2 separate regions of the Mus musculus genome follow, and region 1 is linked to region 2. Evidence: chromatin contacts called from public HiChIP or PLAC-seq data. All regions are on one chromosome and are shown on one strand. The core of a region is the stretch at or near the end of the contact, and the rest is flanking DNA. Distances in the headings are between cores, read along the strand shown. Region 1 has its middle 3.5 kb from the start of Gm16206. Region 2 has its middle 65 kb from the start of Gm40048.

The links. HiChIP or PLAC-seq counts read pairs in DNA pulled down with a chosen protein or histone mark.
Region 1: a CTCF HiChIP or PLAC-seq map of pro-B cells shows a contact between it and region 2, with 6 times the contacts expected there. The contact joins two enhancer-like sites. A contact is called at or near these places in 2 of 15 datasets of contacts at CTCF or cohesin (large pre-B cells and pro-B cells), 42 of 484 Hi-C or Micro-C datasets (B cells, the C2C12 cell line, the G1E-ER4 cell line and 23 more) and 3 of 115 datasets of contacts at active chromatin or transcription factors (fibro-adipogenic progenitors, large pre-B cells and stem cell-derived neural progenitor cells).

The regions. Positions count from the first base shown.
Region 1 is chr3:53,447,092-53,451,205 of GRCm38.p6, reverse strand. No RefSeq gene overlaps it. Among named protein-coding and RNA genes, the nearest start is that of Gm16206, 3.5 kb to the left of the region's middle. Within about 2 kb of position 2,760, at least 8 of the 459 cell types and tissues checked have an H3K27ac peak or open chromatin away from gene starts, as enhancers often do. A contact at or near this core is called in pro-B cells, where this site is marked.
Region 2 is chr3:53,328,281-53,332,578 of GRCm38.p6, reverse strand. No RefSeq gene overlaps it. Among named protein-coding and RNA genes, the nearest start is that of Gm40048, 65 kb to the left of the region's middle. Within about 2 kb of position 2,843, at least 1 of the 459 cell types and tissues checked has an H3K27ac peak or open chromatin away from gene starts, as enhancers often do. A contact at or near this core is called in pro-B cells, where this site is marked.

The DNA.
Region 1 (4,114 bases), core at 1,511-4,010, 120 kb before region 2:
CCAGCTGAGGGGCTTGGATCTACCTGTCCAGGGGTGGTGGTCCGTGCAGTGTGGGCGGAAGGCCAGCCTCCAGCAGCAGAGTCCTGGATTCCAAGGCTGTTAACTGTGTCCCTACCTCTCACCAGACTGACTGAGAAAAGCCACCTTAGCTTACTCTTCAGTGACGAGGGAGCTTCGTTCTTCCCTCAGTCACTGATGCTGCGCTAGCTCACTGACGCTGCTTGGACTGGATGAGCAGCAGGCATAGGTGTCTTGATGGAGCCTGGGGTGCATTACAGTTCTGAGATGGCCTTCTCACTGCCTTCGTCATTATAACACATGCCAGGTTTGCCTGGCTCTGTTCAAGGCTCCTACAGAGCAAGTCCTCACGGGGCCCGTGCGCTTGTCACGCTGCCCAGTTGACTTGGACGAGAAGGGAAGGTGAAGCTTGTTTTGTTGGTAAACCAGACAGGAAATGCAGGTGCCCTTTGGAAGGAGAGGAGACTAGTTGAACTGCCTTTGTTCTTTCTACTGTATTTTATTTACCTGGTTAGTCTCGATCATTGTTATTGAGGGTTTATAGTAGATACTGTGTTTTGATCAGTTCCATCCTGCGTTCTCTCCCTTTCAGTTCCTCCCACCCTCCATCACCTTTTCCTCCCAGTGCCTCGTGCACGTGTTCATTCCATGACCTCGGTGCAGCCTGGATGTGCATGGTGTAGGACACTCCTCGAAGCAGGGTCACCTTTTAGGAAAGGTCCCCCACAGCTACCTCCAGTAGCTTCTTAGTTCGTGGTAGGCTTCATGAGCCCCTCCCTGCTCTGTGCTGGGATTTTGACTTCTGGTTTGTGGGTTCAGTCCAGCAGATGGTGTTCTGCTGCAGACACCTACCACCCCTGTCCTCTTCTGCAGTAGTCCCCGAGGCTTTCAAGGATGTCCTATTTAGAGCCTGTCAGTTCACATTCTCTTATTCTCCGAGGCCGAATCACTTGTGGATCTCTGTATTAATATCCATCTATTCCAAATGAAGCTTCCGTGATGAGAATTGAGAGAGGCAGTAACCCATGGGTATGAAGATAAGAACTTCACAGTGGGGCAGGTCATAGTATTAGATAGTCCCCTGGGGCTATGGCCTTGCCAGCCACAGGTGTTTAGCCAGTTAGCAGTGCCAAGCAAGCTTCCATCTTTTAGAACAGGCTTTAAATCCAGTCAGAAATTTGATGCATGATATTTGTGCAACTCTTGGTCCAGTGGACACACCTTTATGGGCCAGTCCTTACTGTAGCTCTCAGCCTCCACAGCTGGTTATGATTGCTGAACATTTTCTCCTTCAGTGATATAAATAGAACCTTCTAGAACTGTGAGAGCTAGCAAGTAGGGATGAAGCTTCCAGGCCAGTGCCAGCATGATTTCTTTACAGATTCTTACAAAACTTGCTGCAGATATTGTTCTTGTTTATCTTGTGTGGTCAGTGAGCTTACAATCAAAACATCTCACACCCCACACACACACTGGATCAGTGAGTTAAAGAAGTAAAAGTTGTATTTTCTATTGGAACATTAAAGTTGTGCAAAGAAAAATGTATGTAACCTGGCTCCTTGTTTTAAGTTTTGTTATTTTAATAATAGAAGAATTTCAGTGGCCATAAGATCTCAGTTTGGTGAGTCTGGGCATGGTGGTAGACATCTGTAACTCACAACTCTGGAGGCCACAGCAAGATCTCAAGTTGCATACCAGCCCAGTTTTACACTAAAGTTCACTGCATAAACCCAGGGCTAACGACATAGCTGGCACTAAGAATATTCTTTGTCTGTGGTCTCATAAAGCATAGGCTGCTGAGCTGTATGAGCTAGGACAGCCTGGGCTCACAGGGATGTGTGAGCTGTATGAGCTAGGACAGCCTGGGCTCACAGGGATTTGTGGGCCTGTCCTGCTCCTATGTGGGTGAGCATTCGAGCCCAGATCCTCATGCCCACCCAGCAAGTGCTCAGATCCAGGGAGCCATCTCAGCTTTATAACTTTCTATTGTTTTGGATTGTGTTCATTTGTGTATGTATCTCCTTGTGGGCGTGTGCACGTGGATGCATATGTCTGTGGAGGCTGACGGCATTGGAGTCCCCTGGAGCTGGAATGACAGTACAACTCAACTCAATCTTCTTCCGAGCCGTCTCAGCTCCAGGAGTCTGGATTTTGTGGTAGCAGTGGAACTCTTGAAACCTCTGCCTCCTAGGCTTATTCTTGACACAGAGGGGATCTAGTCTATATTAGAGGACCAAGGGCTGTGATTATCTTTCCTTCCACTCTGAGAATGAACAAGTCTTTAAAGTGGAGTGTTTGTCAATCAGAGAAAACATGGCTACAGTTTAATAATGAACAAATACCGCTTATATTACGGTCATGCACCAACTGCTCCATATACCATTGCTGGAAGGCTAAGGTGACAAAGAACCAACTTGTTGGGCTTCTTCTGGTTTTAAAAGTTTTTTGGGTTTGACTAGAGAGCTAATCAAACTGGGAACTCTTTAAAGGTTTAAATCAGAATTAAAAAACAAACAACAACAAACCCTGAGCTTACGTGGCTGGGTTGTTTTATTTTCAGCTGTGTACTTTCAGCAATAATCAAATAAAAATTTTGATGTAAAAATTTATTGGCTTTATTCATTTTACAAAACATAGTTACACGCATGAAGGTTTTTGGGCTAGTGTCCCTGAGAGCAGTCACCAGCAGTACTTCCTAAGATGTAGTTGGTAGGTATGTTACAGTCTTCACCCAAAAGAGGGCAGTAGAGTGCTGTGTTTTATCCTAGGTTTATCTTGAACTAGCTGGTGAATCACAATGCCAGGCTTCCTTGTGTTCTTGACTTTAAAACTGAAGTTACCCTGCTGAACACCCGTGTGCTTTCCTTTGTCTCTATGGTATAGTTACTATACTTTCCTTTGTCTCTATAGTATAATTACTATACTTTCCTTTGTCTGTATAGAATACTTATATTCCAAGGAAGCTGCTGTACACCTGGCACAGTTCCAGCAGTTGAACATTGTTCTGACTTCATTTGTTTTTCTACAAGTAAAAGGGAAAAAGTTTGAACAGTTTTCAGTAATCCAGACATAGGGAATTCATGGGCATGAATGTGGTGGATTAGTCTTGCTGATCGGGTCTTTGAGGCTTGTTACTTGGGCTGGTTGATTATTTTACAAACAAGAAAAGTGGATTATTTAAAAGGCCAAATTATTCCTCTGCCTGGCCCTTAGCCATCATATGAGTTTATGGCATAAAGTAATTACTTCATAACACATGGCTCTTTCTTTTAATTAATTAGTTAATTAATTTAATGTACGTGAATACGCTGTCACTGTTTTCATGCACACCAGAAGAGGGCATCAAATCTCATTACAGATGGTTATGAACCACTATGTGGTGGCTGTGAATTGAACTCACGACTCTAGAAGAGTAAACAGTGCTCTTAACCCCTGAGCCATCTCTCCAGCCCCCAGCTCTTTCTTTTATACGTAGAGTTGGATGGAAGTTGAAAAGTGTCTTAATGTGTCTAAGTTAAACAGTGTCTGATTCAGCGCCGCCTCCATATCACTCTTCATCAGGTTTCTCTCCATGACTTGCTCAGTCTGCTTTCTTACAGAACTCAGGACCACGGGGCCACAATGGACTGGATCCTCCCCAGTCCATCACCAATTAAGAAATTGCTCTACATACAGGTTTATCTACAGTCCAATCTTAGGAAGGCATTTTCTCAACAGAGGTTCCCTCCTATCAAATGACTATAGCTGTGTCAAGTTGCCACAAATAGTAGCTCACCAGATTGATCCCTTGTCAAGTTGACACACAAACACATTACTGTTAAGACATCACGTTTTCTTTCTTGTTTACTCGCAATATCACACATTAATAAGTATCACAAATAAAAACCACAGCACACACTTGAAAGTCCCACCGTCTTTACAAATTTGAACACTTTAAAAGTTCAGACTCTAAAATGGAAAAATTCAAAGTTTCTTTTAAAAGTCTCTGTAAGACTCTAAAAGTTTCTCTTTAAAAGTGTAAAATCTCAACCATGGGCCCCTGTAAGATCAGAGTAAGCTAAATAGTTTCTTATTCCAGGGAGGAGTGACCATGGTG
Region 2 (4,298 bases), core at 1,594-4,093:
CACAGGTGTAGAGCTGTAGAAATCCCAAGAATTTTAGGAGCTGAGAGTCTGAGGTGGCAGGGGGTGAATTTGTTCCTTCACCATAGAGTCTTAGAAGCATGTGCTAAATTTAGGTGGGTTATTGAGTATCATTACCACAGTGCACAGCAACACTGTGGAGTGGAACAGAGATGCCCGAGGAGCCATTTTCCCATTGTCTTTACAGTCCTCATTGTTAGGGGTTTTCTCACCGAATGACTTCATCCACCCTGTGCTCCGACTAGTCTGAAGCTGGTCTAAAGCATTCTTTCACCCTCTTCTCTTCTTTCTTTCTTTCTTTCTGGAGAGAAAGAGAAGAAATGGAGGAGGGAGCAAAGATTTGCTTCAGTGATTAATGAATCTCTCCCTCACCCAAGTCGATTGTTGACTTTTTCCTCTGAGCCACAAGCTATTGTTTACAGAGTTTGTTCCTGGGTTTGGCCTACAAGGGGCAGGAGGGTATGAAGAGGAAAACCCAGAAAGGCTTTTTCAATAAGGTGAGGAAAGTACACAGCCAATGCCAATTACAGAGTTTAATCTTCCTGTTTTCTTCTTTCTCTGATGCATTTGTCTGAGCTTGGAAAGGTCTCTAATTCATTCCTGTTTTTCAAATGTGTTTGTATGACTCCTGCTGCCAGTCTCTGCTAATAGCCGCTTCCTGGGTAAGCGGCCGTGGGTACAGCTGCTGTGTACCATGGATGTGTCACGGTCTCTCTGAATCCGTAATTCTCTTTAGCACCCATGGTATTGTGAAAATCTTGTCAGATAACCCATAACACACAGTGATACCCAACAAGTTACTAGATGCTATGCACAAACAAAAAAAAATAGGTTATGAACTCAATTTTCACTTCCTTATTTCTAAAAAACTAGTGGCCACCCCTGGTTCTCCAGTATAGTCTCTTGGTCACCCCCCCCCCATTCTTGTGTCTCTAGAGCCATCTGTCTTTTTTTTAAATTATTTTTGTTAGGTATTTTCTTCATTTACATTTCCAATGCTATCCCAAAAGTCCCCCATACCCCCCCCCACTCCCCTACCCACCCACTCGCACTTCTTGGCCCTGGTGTTCCCCTGTACTGAGGCATATAAAGTTTGCAAGACCAATGGGCCTCTCTTTCCACTGATGGCCAACTAGGCCATCTTCTGATACATATGCAGCTAGAGACACGAGCTCCAGGGGGTACTGGTTAGTTCATATTGTTGTTCCTCCTATAGGGTTGCAGATTTGGATCACAGGGCCCCCAACATGGAGGAGCTAGAGAAAGTACCCAAGGAGCCATCTGTCTTTAGAACATCTGCATTTTGTGTCAGAGACCACGGTTCATTCCAGGAAGGACCTCTCCTGAGTATAACAGGTGATGTTCTTCATGTTCTCATGAATTGCCCTCTCTAGAGGCCATTTCTTCCTCCCAGCTTCCTCCATAGAATTCTGGGTCCACAAACACCTTCTGACAGACACTCTTGCTTCTTCTGCTAAGATCAGAATCTGGCACAGGGTCAGCTGTGAAGAGAGACTCTGGCCTCTTTAAAACAGCAGGTGATTCCAGGCCTCTGCATCCAGCTCTGTATTTTCTGGAAATACATTAATTGTGCACCAGCTTAGATACATTGTTGCTTAGTGGTTTCCTGCTTCTGTCTCCAGTGCCAGATTGTTCTTTCACATACTTCACTACCCACTCTTCCTCAAAGCACTGCAATACCGGGACTTCCAGTGAAGTGACCAAGCTGCTGGATCGCCATGGCCAATCTGTGCCTGGTTCCTAAGCTATCCCACAGGTGCTGCCAACTGCCATGCACCCATTTTTAAGGTCAGGAGGAAATGCAAAATGCTGTAAGCTATAGCTCCTTCTGAGAAATTCCTAAACCATTCATGGGATTGATTAAAAATGACTATATCCTAAGGTAAGAAGAAATCTATTTAACGTTGACTCACGGTAACATGGATTGACTTGACCACAGGATCCTTTTGTCATTAAGAGCTGTTAACGACTCTCCGTGAAACACTAGTCAGTATCCCAGGGAACAGCCTTTGTGAGATGTTGCTGCACAGGGCGCTGCTCAAGTCTCCTTCACTGCAGATATTTTTAGAAACTGGGCTTCTGAAGTCACCATGAAGAAGAGTCAGTCTGCTTTATCCCCCCTGGAATGCATGTAAGATCAGTAAATTTAGCTCCTAAGTGGTTACCTGATTACCTGATAAATCTGGGGTGCATGCAAATTACCCCAGAGTCTGTACAGCATTAGCCTCTTGTAGAAGATATTAAGCTGTGGGTGAGCAACTAAGTAGTTTAATAAAATTTAAAAGCAGAATAGATAACACAATGCTACCAACCAAAATATAATGCTCTCACCATACCATTACTCCTGATATAAACTGATGTCATGGTATATAGCCTTGGAGTAAAGCCATGTACCATTCTCTTACCACAACCTGGATTTGTAGAATGAAGCTCTAAAGGATATAGGTTTCCCAGGTTGGCATAAGGATAACCATGGTCCTGGTTGGATTCCCATTTTGCTTGTTCAGAAATATCACTTATCTGTGCCTGTAAGAATATCTAAATTCTAAGGGGTTCGTGTGACTGCTCATATATTAGAGTGATAAATCTAAACCTATAATTTGTTCATTTAGAACTAAACTACTGCTTTTTAAAACGTAGTTTATATTTTTCTACAATGAAAGGGAAATTTGTAGAGAGTGATTATCCTTGTCTGTGTGCTGCTTGATGAGTTTCAGAAAGATATTCACAACTCACAACCAGCCACACTATATGTTTTTAAAGTCTGTATTTTGTGTCTATTTGTCTGCATACATGTGCATGCAGTACCCCCTAAGGCCAGGAGAGGGTGTCAGATCCCCTGAAAGTGGAGTTAACAGACGATTGGGTACCTATGTTATAAATATCTGTATTTCTAGGCTCATGTAAAAGTTTCTCTGATGAAACAGGTTCCTGAACAGAAATAGCATGTGAACAGTGTATCAGGTGGACACTTTCGCTTAGCTCAGGTCATGTGATTTGTCCTTAGAAACATTTTTAAATAATTAGATGAAGAATAGTTTCTTAGGAGAATTTCTGGGATATTGTAAAATCCGCAGAGTGCACGTCTTAGCTGAGGAAATTAGCTGATGTCCTCTGCAGAGTGCAAGGATGACAGTGACCAGAGTCATCATTTCAGGGGGTGCCTGGCATTGCTGTTCGCATGATTTGCTTTGGCTTTTGGGCAAGGCAAATGAGCATGGTTTATGAATTCTTTCCTATGGCGGTAACTAATAAACGTTCATGCTGACCGTGGTCCAGGCAAGCAGGATCACTTGCTGATTTCTCAAACGTGTGGAGTATTTACAAGAAGCCTCTTCACTTTCTCACGCATCCTGTTTCCAGTAGAGCGTCATAGGCAGCAGTGAGAACTAACAGGAGGATGCACACTACCTCTTTTCAGGATCTCGTATACACATGGTTTACCCTGGCCCCTTCTGACTCCAGAGTATCACTGGCCTCTCTGTGTAAACTTGTTCATGGAAACTGAGTTATCCCCCCTTGAACTTCTGCTCATAGGTATTTCTTTGACTTGCCATTATGATAGCTGTCCCTAAAACGGAGTCTACTGCAGTGGGCATCCAACAAACATTGGTTGAAGAAACAAATGATAAACTGTGTAGGGTACTCTTCTCAGATCCTTTGAAATTCAGCTAAGATACCTTCTTCCTGAAGATTTTTCTTGACTCTCTCTTGAGTCTAATCAGACACACCTTGTGTGAAAATCGGACACAGCTCTCAGAAGATCACAGGGCCACTACTGGTTTGTGTCTCTCACCCTGGACTATGATTGTCCATGGGTAGAGTGTATTACAATCACACTGGCTATGGCGCCTAAAGGGTGCTTGTCTCAGAGGAGGCTCCCAAAGACAAGCAGTGAAAGGAATGTGGGTCTCAGCAATGATCTCCAGTTTATAACGCTTTAGTAAAGAAGACCCTAAAATGCCAATCTCCCAGGTTCTTCGGCTTCACAGTGCTTTCTGGAGTGAGTCACAGTTTTGGTGCTCTTTGCCAGTCTTCTGGTGCACACCCTGGCCAAGGGTTTTGAAACCTTCAAGTTTTGCCCTACTTCCAACAATCTGCTTAATTTTTAAGTTGGCATACAAAGCAATGGGTTTCATTATGGCCTTTTTACATACAAATGCACACACATGCATGCACACACACAAACACACATGCACACACATATACATACACACAGACATATATGCACACACATGCATGCAAACACACACATGTAA